Linked DNA regions of Mus musculus: region 1 is linked to region 2. A link is a contact called in public HiChIP or PLAC-seq data. All regions are on one chromosome and are shown on one strand. Each heading gives the region's core, a stretch centred on a gene start, on an enhancer-like site or on the middle of the called end of the contact. The rest is flanking DNA. Distances are from core to core; before and after follow the strand shown.

The links. HiChIP or PLAC-seq counts read pairs in DNA pulled down with a chosen protein or histone mark.
Region 1: a contact with region 2 is called in a CTCF HiChIP or PLAC-seq map of CD8 T cells, with 6 read pairs. The contact joins the promoter of Defb47 here to the enhancer-like site in region 2. A contact is called at or near these places in 4 of 39 promoter capture datasets (3T3-L1-derived adipocytes, cranial neural crest, liver and 1 more), 1 of 15 datasets of contacts at CTCF or cohesin (CD8 T cells) and 1 of 115 datasets of contacts at active chromatin or transcription factors (embryonic fibroblasts).

Annotation. Positions count from the first base shown.
Region 1 is chr14:62,993,300-63,000,610 of GRCm38.p6, forward strand. It overlaps Defb47 (defensin beta 47), which reads left to right and starts at 4,778. Exons shown (of 2, transcript NM_001039125.2): 1 at 4,778-4,860. The coding sequence starts at 4,803.
Region 2 is chr14:62,936,850-62,943,542 of GRCm38.p6, forward strand. The region is part of intron 6 of Wdfy2 (WD repeat and FYVE domain containing 2); the gene reads left to right. Among named protein-coding and RNA genes, the nearest start is that of Defb48, 44 kb to the right of the region's middle. Within about 2 kb of position 4,057, at least 152 of the 459 cell types and tissues checked have an H3K27ac peak or open chromatin away from gene starts, as enhancers often do. A contact at or near this core is called in 3T3-L1-derived adipocytes and CD8 T cells, where this site is marked.

The sequences.
Region 1 (7,311 bases), core at 3,528-6,027, 57 kb after region 2:
TTTATATGCACAAAGAGACACTGATGAAAAGCGTGCAACAGAAAATGCCATGGGAGGTATGATCGTCTTGATAAGCTGAGTTTCCTTTCTAAATACGTGCAACTAGAGACTGCTTACTGCTAACTAGTTCATAGTGCTTCATGCTGGGGGGAGGGGGGAATGGCTTTTAGCACAAATCCAGCTCTGCTTCGGAAAATATGATATGGGGAAGAGAACAGGAAAGTGGGAAGAAAATGGAGATTAAAAAACAAACCAGTTTCACATTGCAGCTACTCACTGTGCACTGACTCCCTGCTGGAAAGCAAATACACAAAGGAAATCACATGCTGATCTCTGATCCCCACAAAGTCACCCGCTATGCAATATGGGTTGTTACATGAGACCCTATCTCAAAAATTTTTAATTAAAAAAAAAATCCAAAAAGCCTTGAATTTGGAAAAGCTGTTCTGTTTTTTGTGTGTTGGTTTGTGGGTTTATCATTTTGACTTGGGTTGATCTGGTTTTGTTTTGTTCCTTTGATTGTTTTTGTGTGTTTTTGTTTTAATATGACAGGATTTCTTGTAGCCCTTGAACCGGCTGCTTAGCCAGGGATGGTGTTGAACTTCTGCTCCTCCTGCCTCCATCTCACAAGTGCTGAGCTGCATTCCCCACCACCGCCACCCAGATTCATGTTCTCACTGCCATTGAGGACAGGTGAGGTTATGAAATGGACAGAGCAAATCCCATTACTTGTCACCAAAATGAAATGAGGAACTGTGTTAAAGTTGCCATAGGAAGGTGGGTCCTCTCCCAAAGTCTTCAGGTAGACATTTGCAGTCCAACTGCAGCTTTGGGAGGTAAGGTTAGGAGAGACGAAGAGAGGGAGGGAGGGAGGTGGAGAAAGAGAGGAAGAGAGAGAGAGAAGGGGGAGGGGAGGAAAGGGGAGGGGAGAAAAAGGGGAGGGGAGAAAAAGGGGAGGGGAGGGGAGGGGAGGGGAGGGGAGGGGAGGGGAGGGGAGGGGAGGGGAGGGGAGGGGAGAGGAGAGGAGAGGAGAGGAGAGGAGAGGAGAGGAGAGGAGAGGAGAGGAGAGGAGAGGAGAGGAGAGTGCAAGCAGATGGGGAAGACGAATAAAGTTCAGGATATAAGATACAACCCTGCCCTTATCACCTCCAGCAGGAGGCCACTAGATGATCTTGTCCTTGCCTCAGTCCCCTTTCCTCCTTTATGGGTGCTGTTTGACAGGATGATGTGTGGATTTGTTCCGAGTGTAGAATCTGTTTGCATCCCAAGGAGATGGAAATGACAGGGCTCCACGCTATGCAATGTCCAAGGTTTAGTAGCAAAAGAGGCATTTTACACAAGTACCTAATGTTACAGCAATTTTTATGAGTCTGCATGACATGTTACAAATGAAGTTCTGCCAATCTAAGGATTTAATATATTCAGCTGCACACCTAAACATAAACAAGGTATGTGAGCTGAGGGGGACAGCGACTATCCACACCCTTGTGCCATAGACTGGAACTAACTACAGCTCAAGCGATTGTTCCTCAGCTCGCTCCTGAATTCTCTCAGTATGCCCAGACCCAAGCCTGGCTCTGAGTGTTCCAAGATCCCTGCACAGCCGTTATGACGCAGCCATGGTAGGAAGCATGAGACATTGAGATGGAGAGACACTCGGAGATTCAGCACGGTGGCCATCTCCCTCAGCCTTACATGCTATGACGAACCTTCTTGCTTCCATGGGACAGCCTAATAATCAAAAGGTAACCTGCATTTACAGTAGTTGGCCAATGAAGAGCCACAAAGCCCAAGAATCAATCAATTTAGATTTCAATTAGCTTCTACCTAGCACTTCAACACTTCAAAGGACCTTTTCTTTTAAACACTACACTTCAAATTATTTCCCAGTCTACATTCTAAATAAAAAAGAGGCTATTGTGTGAGTGTTCTTCTCATCTATGAAGTAATTTTCTGTATGAACCACAGAAAGTTAAATCAATTTAATGCAGTGGAGCAAAGATAACTTTTTGCAGCATGGAGCAGAGGAGCAATCACACACACACACACACACACACACACACACACACACACACATACACACATACACACACACACACACACACACACACACACATACACACACACACACACACACACACACACAATGATGGGATGACCTCCATCTCCTACTGAGCATGGACAGCAACCTAAGTGCTAGCTCAGAAACAGTAAACTCCTGAGAGAGAACGGAAGAGAATTTAACAAGCTGGATAGACAATGTGTTTGTTTGTTTGTTTGTTTGTTGTTTTGTTTTGATCACACTCCAGAAGCCAGGGCAAGGCAGTGAAAATATACAGATGGACTAACAGCAAACTATCAAGAATCCTTCTCGTGGGAGGAAGCAATCAGCAGAACAAAGGGACAAACTACTGACTGCGAGAAAATGTTTGCACACCATTTATCTGATGCGGAATTGATATTCAGAATATATTGGGAACTCAGTATACAATGAGAAAAATCTAATTTTTCTTAAAAAAATAAAATTATTTGAATAGACCTTTCTCAAAAGAAAGCATACAAATAGTCGAGAAGTATATGGAAAAAATTCTAAGTGCCCAGAAAATGCAAGTTATGTCCATATTAAGGCATCCTGTCACCACAGTTGGGGTGGCTATTATCAAAAAGTATATATATATAAACCCCACAAAAGCCAGTGACACTGTGGAGATGGGGAGGAACTCACACAAAGCCAGTGGGGATAGAGATCAGTGCAGCCAGGGAAGGGAGCAGAGTGAGGCTGCTCAGAGTTACCAACAGAACCACGGGATCCAGCAGTCGCACAACTAGAAGGAAATGCAATGGTATTTTCAAGATCCGTCTACACTCCATGTGTTCATTGGAACACGATTCACATTAGGAAAGAAACAGAGCACACCTACTTACCTATCTTTGGAGGGATGGAGAGAATGTGATATCCTGATCACGAATATAATACAATAGCATCCAGTCATTTAAAATGGATGAGATTCTCCCGCTGTCAGGAATGTGGGTAGGGCAGGAGGTTAGTTACAGTGTTCTGTGAAGCCAAGCACAGGAGACAAACACATCCTCCCACTCTGTGTGCTCCTCTCCTTGATGTACACACTCCCCTAACCTGGCAACTTATCCCAGTGAGCTCCCCTCTCATGCAGCCCTTGAAAGGTGTCTGGACATTGTTTTCATCTGTGACACCGTGGGTAGAATCAGGAAACATATGAAGTGAGATCAACCAGGCAGAGAAATGCAGATGCAGCGTGCCCTCACTCGTTAGGGAAGCTTAAAGAAGCTGACAATGAGAGGAGAGTGGACTAGCCATCAGCTGGAGCAGGGATGGGTGACGTGAGAACGTGGAGAAAGGTGCCAAGACACAGACAGTACCAGTGAGAGGAAGAAGCGCAGGAGAGAAAGGTCAGCAGGCACTACTTCTAATATATATTTCTTGATATTTGAGAATGTCATACACATATTAAAATACAATGTGTTTTAGTCATATTCACCACTATTCTTCCCTCTAACTACTCCCAGACCCTCCTCTCCTCTCTGCCCCTCCCCTTCCTACCTACTCCCAACTTTGTGTATCTTTTGTTGTTGTTGCAAGACAGGTCCATAGGCACAATAGTGTTAAAAACATTAGAGGGCTATCCATAGTTTTCTGCTCTGATTTAAAGCCCACTCCTAAGAAGAGAACACAAGCAGTGCTGTAAATCTGGCCAGAGACCCAGAGTTGGGGAGCTCATGGGTTCCAGTAGTAAACCTACTGCAATCATTCGATGAAACTACCGAAGTATCGATCATATCGTCCTCTAAATATGCATCTCTCTACCCATAGATTAGAGCAGCTTTCAGACCTAAACTCACAACTGGTCAAAGTGTGGAGAATAACTGACTATGAAATGTCAGTCACAATTAAGACATCTGTATCACACACACACACATTCACCACGCTCAGGAAGCATTGAAGAAAAGAAGGTAAGATTCTAAGAGACAGAAGTCAGGAGACAGCAGAGCAAAACAATCTCTTCTGGATATGACAGTAACTGTCCTGATGAACTCACAACATCTGTGATCAGCCTGCATAAGACCTGCACCAGATCAAGCCAGTTAATATTTCAGCACAAAGGGCTCGCAAGCTCCCCACATCTGAGAAGCTATGGACAACTTCTGGGAGAGGAAGAGTTGTTGTTGTTGTTGTTGTTTTTTTCCAAATACATGGCCCTGGTAGGTGGACCATGCTCTAGTGGACAATCTCACGCCACGAGCATACAAGGCAGCACAAAGGGAACTCAGTGGGTTATTAGAACAAGATGTGTAACGTCTAATCATACAGTTCAAAACACTAGCGGGGAAGTGCTTGGCCATGTTTGAGGGAGGAAGGTTGCCAATTATCCTAATTTGACCATTACATGCCGTGTACATGGAGCTGATTACAACACTGCTCTCAGCAAACAGGTGTAATTGTTATATGGCATGTAAAAAATTTAATCATGAACTGTGTTTTCCAAAAAAAAGAACTGGCTGACGGTGAACGGTAGTACCACTGGTGAAACTGAGAACACACAGGAAGGAGAAGGACACCATTAACCATCTGGTTCTCTATTATTAGGTTAATTTGTCACCAAATTTAGAAACCCTAAGGTTTGGAAATACTCCCACAAAAGCAGTTTTCCTTCTTTGCAGGTTAAGCTTCACTGGTCAGGAGGAACCACGGGCCCCCAGAAGTGAATAAAAACCCCCGAGCCTCACCAGCACCGACCACCTTCCACACTGCTGGCCACTCGACCATGCGATCCCGTTCCTTCCTGCCTGTCCTCTTCCTCTTTGTGATGATGATGCTGAGAGGTAAGGTGGGAAATGACTTCAGGAGCAGGACTTCTTAGGAGGTCTACTGGGGTGCACACGTGTGCTTTCTCCCCCAATAACTCAGATGTCAGGACATAGACTTGAGTGTCCCAAAGTCCAACACCTTCAGAACTGATGGCATCCCAATTGAGAAAGGAATCAAGGACCCCCATCAACATAAAATGGGGACAAAGAACCCCACCACGGAGAGGAGAAGCCCAATTAATAGAAATAGAGAGAAAAGCTACTTGATGTAAGGCTTAAGTTGGTATACTTTAAAAGAAATGGGCTACCGTCAGCATCTCACTCTCCAAAGAGAGTAAAGATTAGTTTATATCGCTGAGGGGATGGAGGTATACAGAGTTGATTGGTGAGAAGTGTATGTAAGTACTAGAAACAAATGAAAAACAGGGGAGCAGGGGGATTATGGGGAAAGTAAAGACAACGGGAAGCTTCAGTGAAGGCCGCGTCCCTGAGACCCACAGTTCATGCATCTGAATGTTAGAATCTAGAATCAAGGGCAAACCACACCAGCCCTCTCTGACTGTTCCATGCAGAACCTGGTGAGAACCTTATACAAATCTTTTCCCCACTACTTTTTAGAAGAAAGGGGGCTTGCTGGGTATACTTCAGGAGCAGAGGACTGGACAGTAGTGAAAGCCCGGCTCACCACCTGCAGGATGCCCACATCTCTCAAACTACTGTCTGTCCTCACTGAGAGAGCCCTTCTTGGTTCATCTCTGAGATTCTTTTGAGCACAGCCAAAGGCTCCCACTAGTGAACTTGAGTCTAGTTTATGAGCATCCTCATTATCTACCTGGCACATAGCTGTGCTCTCACAAAGGAGACGATCCAATCCTCCATTCACTTCTCAGCTGTAGTCAGAAAGTTTGGCTGCAGTGGACAGACTTGCAGGGACCTGTGATGTAAAATAGGAAGTTACGCTAGTGGCCGCTCTGGATAACAGAACTCATACTTACATGAAGACTATGGTTGTACTAAGATCACCCATGTGGTTGCAGCACTAAACCACATTTCCCTTCCTCTGGGTCCTTGTTATTTTCACCAGTCCACACAGACATAAAAATGCTAACTGGTTTCTACCAGACTTTCCCCTCTAGACCTCAGACTTTCCCCTCTAGACCTCTTAAGTAGTTTCTCTGAGGAAACTACGGAGGGTTTGTGTGTGTGTGTGTGTGTGTGTGTGTGTGTGTGTGTGTGTGTGTGTGTGTGTGTTTGGTTGTTGTTGTTGTTTTGGGGGGGTTGTTTTTTGGTTTTTGGTTTTTGGTTTTTGTTTTGTTTTTTGTTTTTGTTTTTGTTTTGCCATGTATGACAGCATTGAAGAACCAGGGATGCTACTAAGGATGTGAAATGAAATAGGTATGTTATTCCACTTATACAAGGATCTAAAATAAAAGAATAGGTAGTACAAATGGTGGTTATCAGGCCCGGGAGGTGAGGGTGGGAGAAGAAGGACTGGAGAGTTTGATATAAAAATCCAGTTAAACCATTTAATGAATACGTTTTATAGGTGAATTCTAAAACCTCATGTCTTTAGCTCTTAAAAAGGTGAAGAGGTTGGGCCTTATGGTAAGGCTTCTTATCATAATAAAAAGAGTAAGGAGAGGCTGTTTAGGACAAGGAGAGAGCTAGCCTCCTGCAGAGGTCACAGGGAACTCAGAGAGAGACCTGCATTGCAAGTCAGGATCCCTGGCCCCTCCAGAGCAAGCAAGCCTTCCTTTGCTCCTCTCAAACGGGTTACACTGTGAGGATGGAGTAAATCAAAGTCCCGCAGGTCCTCAGTGGAGGGGAGCATGTGACATGACCAGGTCTTTTGTGAGCCCAAGACAGGAAAAGATCAAAGAATCTTACTTTTATTTTTTATTGTTTAAGAATTTAATGCACACATATAATATCTTTTGATCAAACCCACCCCCTAATCCCTCTTTCCAATCTTCTATCCCCCCCACCTTTTTTTCCCTCTCCTAACATCATGAGCTTTGTTTTAAAACCACCGAGTCTACTTTTACTGAGGACCATTGCAGAAGCCTGTCATCACCTGTGGAAGTCATGAACCTTCTTGGTGCTAGAAAGGCACTGACATGTGGCCTTAGCTATGCTCTCCTTAACAGCCAAAAGAACTAAGAAAACATGTGGACATACTTGAGGAAAACTTGCAGCTCTGAGAAGTCTCTCCAAGCATGTAGACACAAAAGACGTGGAGTAACTCAATAAGCATGTTTCTTACACAGTTCTGAAGGGGGGGGGGGTGGAAGCAGAAGAAAGGACTGATTTTCTATAAAGTTGGAGATGAGAGCATCTGCATCTGATGAGGATGCTGTGAGCACGGGATGAGTCCTGCTGTTCAAACTGCTCCTGGGTAGATGTATTGATGCTTGTCCGCTGAAGTTCCAAAGACGCCTTCTCCATCATGGTAACAGTAATACTCCA
Region 2 (6,693 bases), core at 2,807-5,306:
AGTTTGAAGCCAAGAAACAGTCATCCAATCCCCAGGAGCGGGAGTTGCAACATCCTGGTCTTTAAAAGCAGCTTACACTCTTAGCTGCTCCATCTCCCCAGCTCCAGAAACCATGTCTTAAAATGGGCTTTTCCTGTAGGGGAGGGGAATAGATAGATTGCAGATAAAATGTAGGATGTTGAAAAATCATCGCAGTGGGGACTATGAGTGTACCTCAGTGGGTAGGGTATTTGCCTAGTGTCGGTGAGGCCTGGAGCAGGGGGTTGCAGGAAGGATATGCCTGGTAACTAGCCAGATTTGATTTAGGCAGAATTGGCCTCTGTAGAAGCCACTTGGGTCCCCTGAGTTCTTATTGCTGAGTCCACGGGGTGAGCAGCTGTTTCTAACCACCATGGTTTTGGCTAGATATGGCCGAGAGTTGTGTTTTATGCATGCTTGCTCTTATGTGCTACTTGGGTATTGGGTCTTCACCTTTCTCGTAGTTTGAAGCAGTCTCATCTCATTTTTATCATGAAGTATCTTTGAGGCAGATAGCATGGCTCAGGAAGGTTGTTATCTCACGTGAGAGCAAATGTAGCAGTCAAGGTGCTTCGTACAGAAGGGAGCTGCACCAGTTGGCACAGCACAGCTACCTTGAAGGCTCAGTTTACAGGGTTAAGCTCTTCCTGTGTAGGGGCCTCCTCTTCTGTGCCTGTGCAGTCCCAGATTTGGCCAGATACCAATCCTAGAAGAGGCTTTTAAATAACGATCAAACAGAGACCAAAGTAAGATCCATTAGGGTAAGGAGGTGTCTCTTCCATCCGTGTCTCAGGAGGTCCTCGGTGTCTGTAGATGGGGCCATTGTCATTCACCCCAACATTCTTCTTCGTGCGGAGCCATGGCCATTTGCTCCATGGTTTTCTTTTCTTTCAGGGCAGCCCTGAGCATTGTTCCCATTGTTCTCCTTCATGGGGAGCCCTGGCCTTGGATCTGTTGTTCTGACTGATGAGGAGCGCTGGCCATTGGCTCCGTGTGTTCTCTACTGGGGTAGAAAGTCAACTGGGAATGTGGACTGGGGCACGATCAGCCCACCTCTACAGCAATATCAGTGGAGATCTGGGGAAGGAATTTTGTGTTCTTAGCCCCCTCTGCTGGTTTTGTTTTGTTTTTCCTGGAGCTAAAAGTCAAATATCAGGATTCTTTTTTAAAGTAGTTTCTTGATACACACTTCTACTAAAAACCTCTAAATTTGAGCTGAACAAATCGGTAAATCCTATTTTGACCACTGTAAGTTTGACCATCAGCAACATCTTCTTTATTTGTGTAATTTAGCTTTGTAAGGTAAGGTCTTACTGTACAGCTCAGGCTAGTCTCAAACTCATAGCAATGCTCTTGCCTCTGCCTCCCAAGTGTGCTGGAATTACTGGTGTGAACCACCACGCCCAATCCAAGAAGTGCTCTGATGAACATGGACAAATGAGAAACAGGAGGGTTTGAATTTAATCCATCAAAGCCTTCTGGTCACAGGTTCAGTCCTATTTACTCACTGTTAAGGAGAATCCAAAGGAATAGTGTTGACTACAATAAAAGCAACTGAGCAAGCCAAGAAATTCCTATGTGAATGTGTGTCTTCAAACTGTTACATTGAGAACTTTAGCTTTAGCTAAATGGGCACTTGCACCCATCTTTCTGTGAGGTCTGACTCTGTGTGTAGATTGCCCCTGAGCTGACCAGCATCAGCTTGCTCTCTGAGGTCAGTAAAAGAAGTGTAATCCTTACCTTTACTCCCCTTCAGACCAACCTGGAATCCCATCAGACAAACAGTTGCGGATAATTCATCAAGATTATGTGGGCGGAAGTGCCGTGAAGCCCTGATACAGCCCATGGGCTGCTTGCAAGCAGTAAGGGAGCCTCTTTAGTGCAGTCGGAGAGAAGCTTGCAGGGCAGTGGAGTTAATGGCACCTAAAGGAGTGGAGGTGGATCGGGTCTTAACCACTGGAGATGGCTCAGCAGTTAAGAGCGCTGACTGCTCTTCCAGAGGACCCAGGTTCAATCCCCAGCCATCTGTAACTCTACTTCCAAGAGATCCAATGCCCTCTTCTGGGCTTTATAGGCATCAGGCATGCACATGGTGTATATGCAGACAAAACACCCACACATACATTTAATAAATTTAAACAGGAAGAGAGGGGCCCCTAGAAGGGGAGTTCACAAGTTCTCCTCAATTCAGCCTGGAGTGTAATGTACTGACTTTGATGAATTTTTTTTTTTTTAATTTAAGAAGCACTGTGGTCTGAGTACTGGCTCAGGCCCTCTGTAAGCTAATTATTAGCCTGCCCAACTTACTGTGAGGAAGTTACCTGTCACGCTTTGGCAAAGGCAGACCCAGCAGCTTCTAACTCTGAGTTCAGTTTTGCAAGGCTTTTGTATATGTCTCAAAAATATTACCAAAACAAGCATTTTGGTAACAGGTATCAGGTTTCTAAAACCATTTAGCCTCTGGCCCAGTTCTACATTTGCCATTCTTGTCTATGAAACAATAAAAATGTGGAGCAAGGGGTGGCATTACATAGCTACCCAGGAGGCTACAGCAGGGGAGTTACTTAGCCAGAGCTGGAGGCCAGCATGAGCCCTGTTGTTAAAAAAAAATAATAATAATAGTAAAGAAAGGCCAGAGAGATGTCTACACAGCAGCTAAGCCTGCTGCTCTCGAAGAGGACTAGAGCTGGAATCTCAGCACTCGCAGTAAGAGGCCTATGACACCTGTAACTTCATCTTCAGGAATCTGGCACCCCCTTGTGGCCCCCACAGGCACCTGCATGAAGGTACTCACGTACATTGTAAAAGATGAAAAAAATGAAAAAATATGGATAGCTATTAAAATGCTTATTTTAGCAAATTTATAATATTCAGTTTAATATAAACAAATGTAAATATTCAGATAGCATTTAGGTAAATCCAGTAAGTAAGCAATAATGCAACATGCATGCATGGTATAGGATATGACTCCACCAGTAACAATTATATTCATAAAACATGTGTAACATGGGCTGGAGAGATGGCTCAGGGGTTAAGAGCACTGACTGCTCTTCCAAGGCCCTGAGTTCAATTCCCAGCAACCACGTGGTGGCTCAAAACCATCAGTAAGGGGTTCTGATGCCCTCTTCTGGTGTATCTGAAGACAGCTACAGTGTACTTATATAAATAAAAATAAATCTTTTTAAAAATCTGTGTAACACAGATTTTACCATTTTAACCCTTGCGGTGTTTTGTGTTTGTTTTGCACTGCTAGAGTTTGCTCTGTGGGCTGTGTGCATGCTAGGCAGGTGTTCTGCCCCTGACTGCATCCCTGCTAGTTTCCTCCGCTGTTAAGCATACAATAGTTCAGGGAAGTGTTTCTGTAGTTACCTAGCTTCATGAAGAGTCCATCATCCACTGAGTCTCTGTTGATGAATCTTTTCAAGCCATTCTTTCTCACAGTGCCCACAGTGGTCTAAATCTGTTGTAGTTTAAGAATCTGAGCTGCTCATCTTCACGTTTTATAGGAAATAAAAAAAATCTGTCACTGCCTTGTTTTCCTGAGTGTAGTGGCTTCACTAGTGAAGAGGCCTCTTCATATTCCCTGGCATCTAATACTGAAAGGGTCAACTGGGTGAAGGCCTCACGTCAGCAACACTGCTTCCTCAAGGGAAGGTGTCTCGGCCCTGCCTCATCTGCTGGGAAGACAGCCAAGGGCGTTCATTTCCACTCCCTGTTATTCAGCTGCTGGCTCATCTGCCGATGCGTACTGAATATCTGTGCAATCCAGGCCGGGTTGTTTATACTGAGGACACCATGGACAAGCCCAGGCTCTGGCCTCTCGGAGTCTCTGGTCTATGAAGTAATAGCCACTCTAGGGGAAGATAGTCTGTGAGCCATGAGCGCGCTGACGGGAAGGACCTGGGATTTAGGTGAGGCTTGCTGTGGGCTAGAGAACTGTTTTGTACTTTCATTCATTTGCACTGCATCCTGCCCTGGCCTGTGCTTGGCTGCTGTAGGGGGAAGACGGAGTGGGTAAGGGCGAGGATGTGGTTGACCACACGTTGCTGGGGGAACTGAGGTTAATCGTGAACAGGGCTGTATGCAAGCAGAATGCAGTGCAGTGGGGGAGAGGCTGGTTAGCAAACCCACAGCAATGAGTGCAAAGGGACTTTCTGTGATCTTAAGAGTCTTTTGGGACAGTTAGCAAACTTTCCTAGATGCCTCCAAGGCACAAGACCTTATTAAAGCAAGATGGCCACTTTTAAAGTGTCAGCGTCCAAAAAACATGAAGCTATTTAATCTTCTCCAAGTATTTTTTAGTAATATTATTGAAAAATGAGTGTTTCTGACATTCCTAGGTATTTGTTGGCTATGTGTTCATTTTATATAGAAAATTTATTTCTGTGTCCGTATTTGAGGAATTTGATTTGTCAGGAGATTGCTGGAGAAGAAACTGTCATACTATTAGGTAGCCACACTAGAGCACCTACCGCGTAGTCCTACGTAATTGATCCAGTCCATTCTCATACAATATCCCAGTGGTTCCATCATCCCCTCTTCATACGTGAGGGGTGGCTAGTTTCCTCTCTGTTGCTAAAACACTGACTTATGAGAGGAAAGTGTTTATTTAGGTTAGATTCAGGTCACAGTCCATCATTGAAGGAAGTCAGGGCAGGAACCCAAGCATAAGTCTGAAGCAGAAACAATGGAGCAGGGCTGCTTGCTGGCTTGCTTGCTTGCTGGCTTGCTTACTGACTCATGGTCAGCACTATCTCTAGTCAGGTCGTCCTGAGATAGTGTCACCCACCATGGGCTAGGTCCCCTGCTTCAACAAACCAGAGACTCCCCCACTGACATGCCCACGCACCAGTTCAATCTAGACAACCTTCACTTGAGGTGTCTCTCCTCTCAGATGACTCTAGACCAGTGTTTCTCAACTTCCTAATGCTGTGACCCTTTAATACAGTTCCTCATGCTGTGGTGACCCCAACCATAAAATTATTTTTGTTGCTACTTAATAACTCTAATCTTGCTACTGTTATGAATTATAATATAAATAATCTGATACGCAGGATATCTGATAAGCTACCCCTATGAAAGGGTCATTTGACCCCAAAAGGGTCATGATTCACAGGTTGAGAACCACTGTTCTAGGCTGTGTCAAGTAGACAGTTAAAGCTACATAGGACAAGGATACTAGCATTTAGAATATAATTGATTTATAAAGCATTTGGAACCTTGAAGTCCCAAATTTCTACCTCTGATGTTGTCCCTAATTATACCTAATACTCAAATATAAAAACACATCACAGTATTCTCAAATAAAGACGTGCAATTAACCAGTGTCATCTTCCTGCTGGTAGAATGGTGTGCTGGCCTAGTGTGATGTCAGCCTCACACAAGCCAGAGTTGTTTTGAAAAAGTCTCAATTGAGAAAATGCCCACACCAGATTGACCTGTGGTTCATTTTCTTGATTGGTTATTAATGTGGGAGGGTCCTGCTCATTGTGTGCAATGCCACCCCTCTGCTGGAGACTTTTTATGCTATAAGAAAACAGACTTACTAAGCAAGCCATGAGGTGCAGGTCAGTGAGCAAGCCCTCCTCCATGATTTCTGCTTCAGTTTCTGCCTCCAGATTCCTGCCAAGTTTTGAGTCCTGTCCTGACTTCCCTCAATGATGGACCATTAGCTGGACGTGGAAGATGGTAGAGCCCACCCCTTCCCATTTTGCTTTTAGGTCATGGTCATGTTGGTGTATCACAACAACAGAAGCGTTAGCTAAGACAAACGGTATTCATAAATAGGAGCGAGCAGGGTAGCAGTGGGGAAGGGCATTGCACACTGGTAGGAGAATTGTAGATTGTTTCAGCCTTTATAGAAGGCATTAGGGAGGGTCTTCAGAAAATTAAAGTTTACTTCTAGGCACAATGGCACATGCCTATAATCCTAGAATGCAGGCCCCAGAGGCAGGAGGATCACCAAAAGATTGAGGCCAGGATAGGCTACATAGTAACACCCTGTCTCAAAACAAATGAACAAAAAAGAAAATTTACTAGGCTACTAGGGTTATATTTAAATAAAATGGAGCCTATATACCAAGCATAGTTGCCCCTTTTGTTGTAGAGTTCCTCACACCTCATATCACTAAGAAATGAGAACAGACAACCTAATGTATGATGAATGCATAAAGGAAATGTTAATGTACACACATGATGGAGCTATCATGCAGTGTATAAATGGATGAAATTTGTCAACCACATTGGATGAGCTAGATGACATTATGTTAAGTGAAATAAGCCAGACACAGGAAGAAATACCACATGATCTCACATGGAATTTTAAGAAGTTGGCCTCATAGAAGTAATGGATAGAGCAGTGGTCCCCAGTTGGTCAGTGGCTAAGTTGTGGTTAAGAAGAGTAAATTCAGCCGGGCGTGGTGGCACACGCCTTTAATCCCAGCACTCAGGAGGCAGAGGCAGGCGGATTTCTGAGTTCGAGGCCAGCCTGGTCTACAGAGTGAGTTCCAGGACAGCCAGGGCTATATAGAGAAACCCTGTCTCAAAAAAAAAGAAGAAGAGTAAATTCTGGTGTTTTGTTGCACATAGGGTAACTGTTATTAACAGGACAGTATTGTATATCCCCAAAATAGCTGGGAAGGGTTTTGAGAATACCATCACTGATGAATGTTTGAT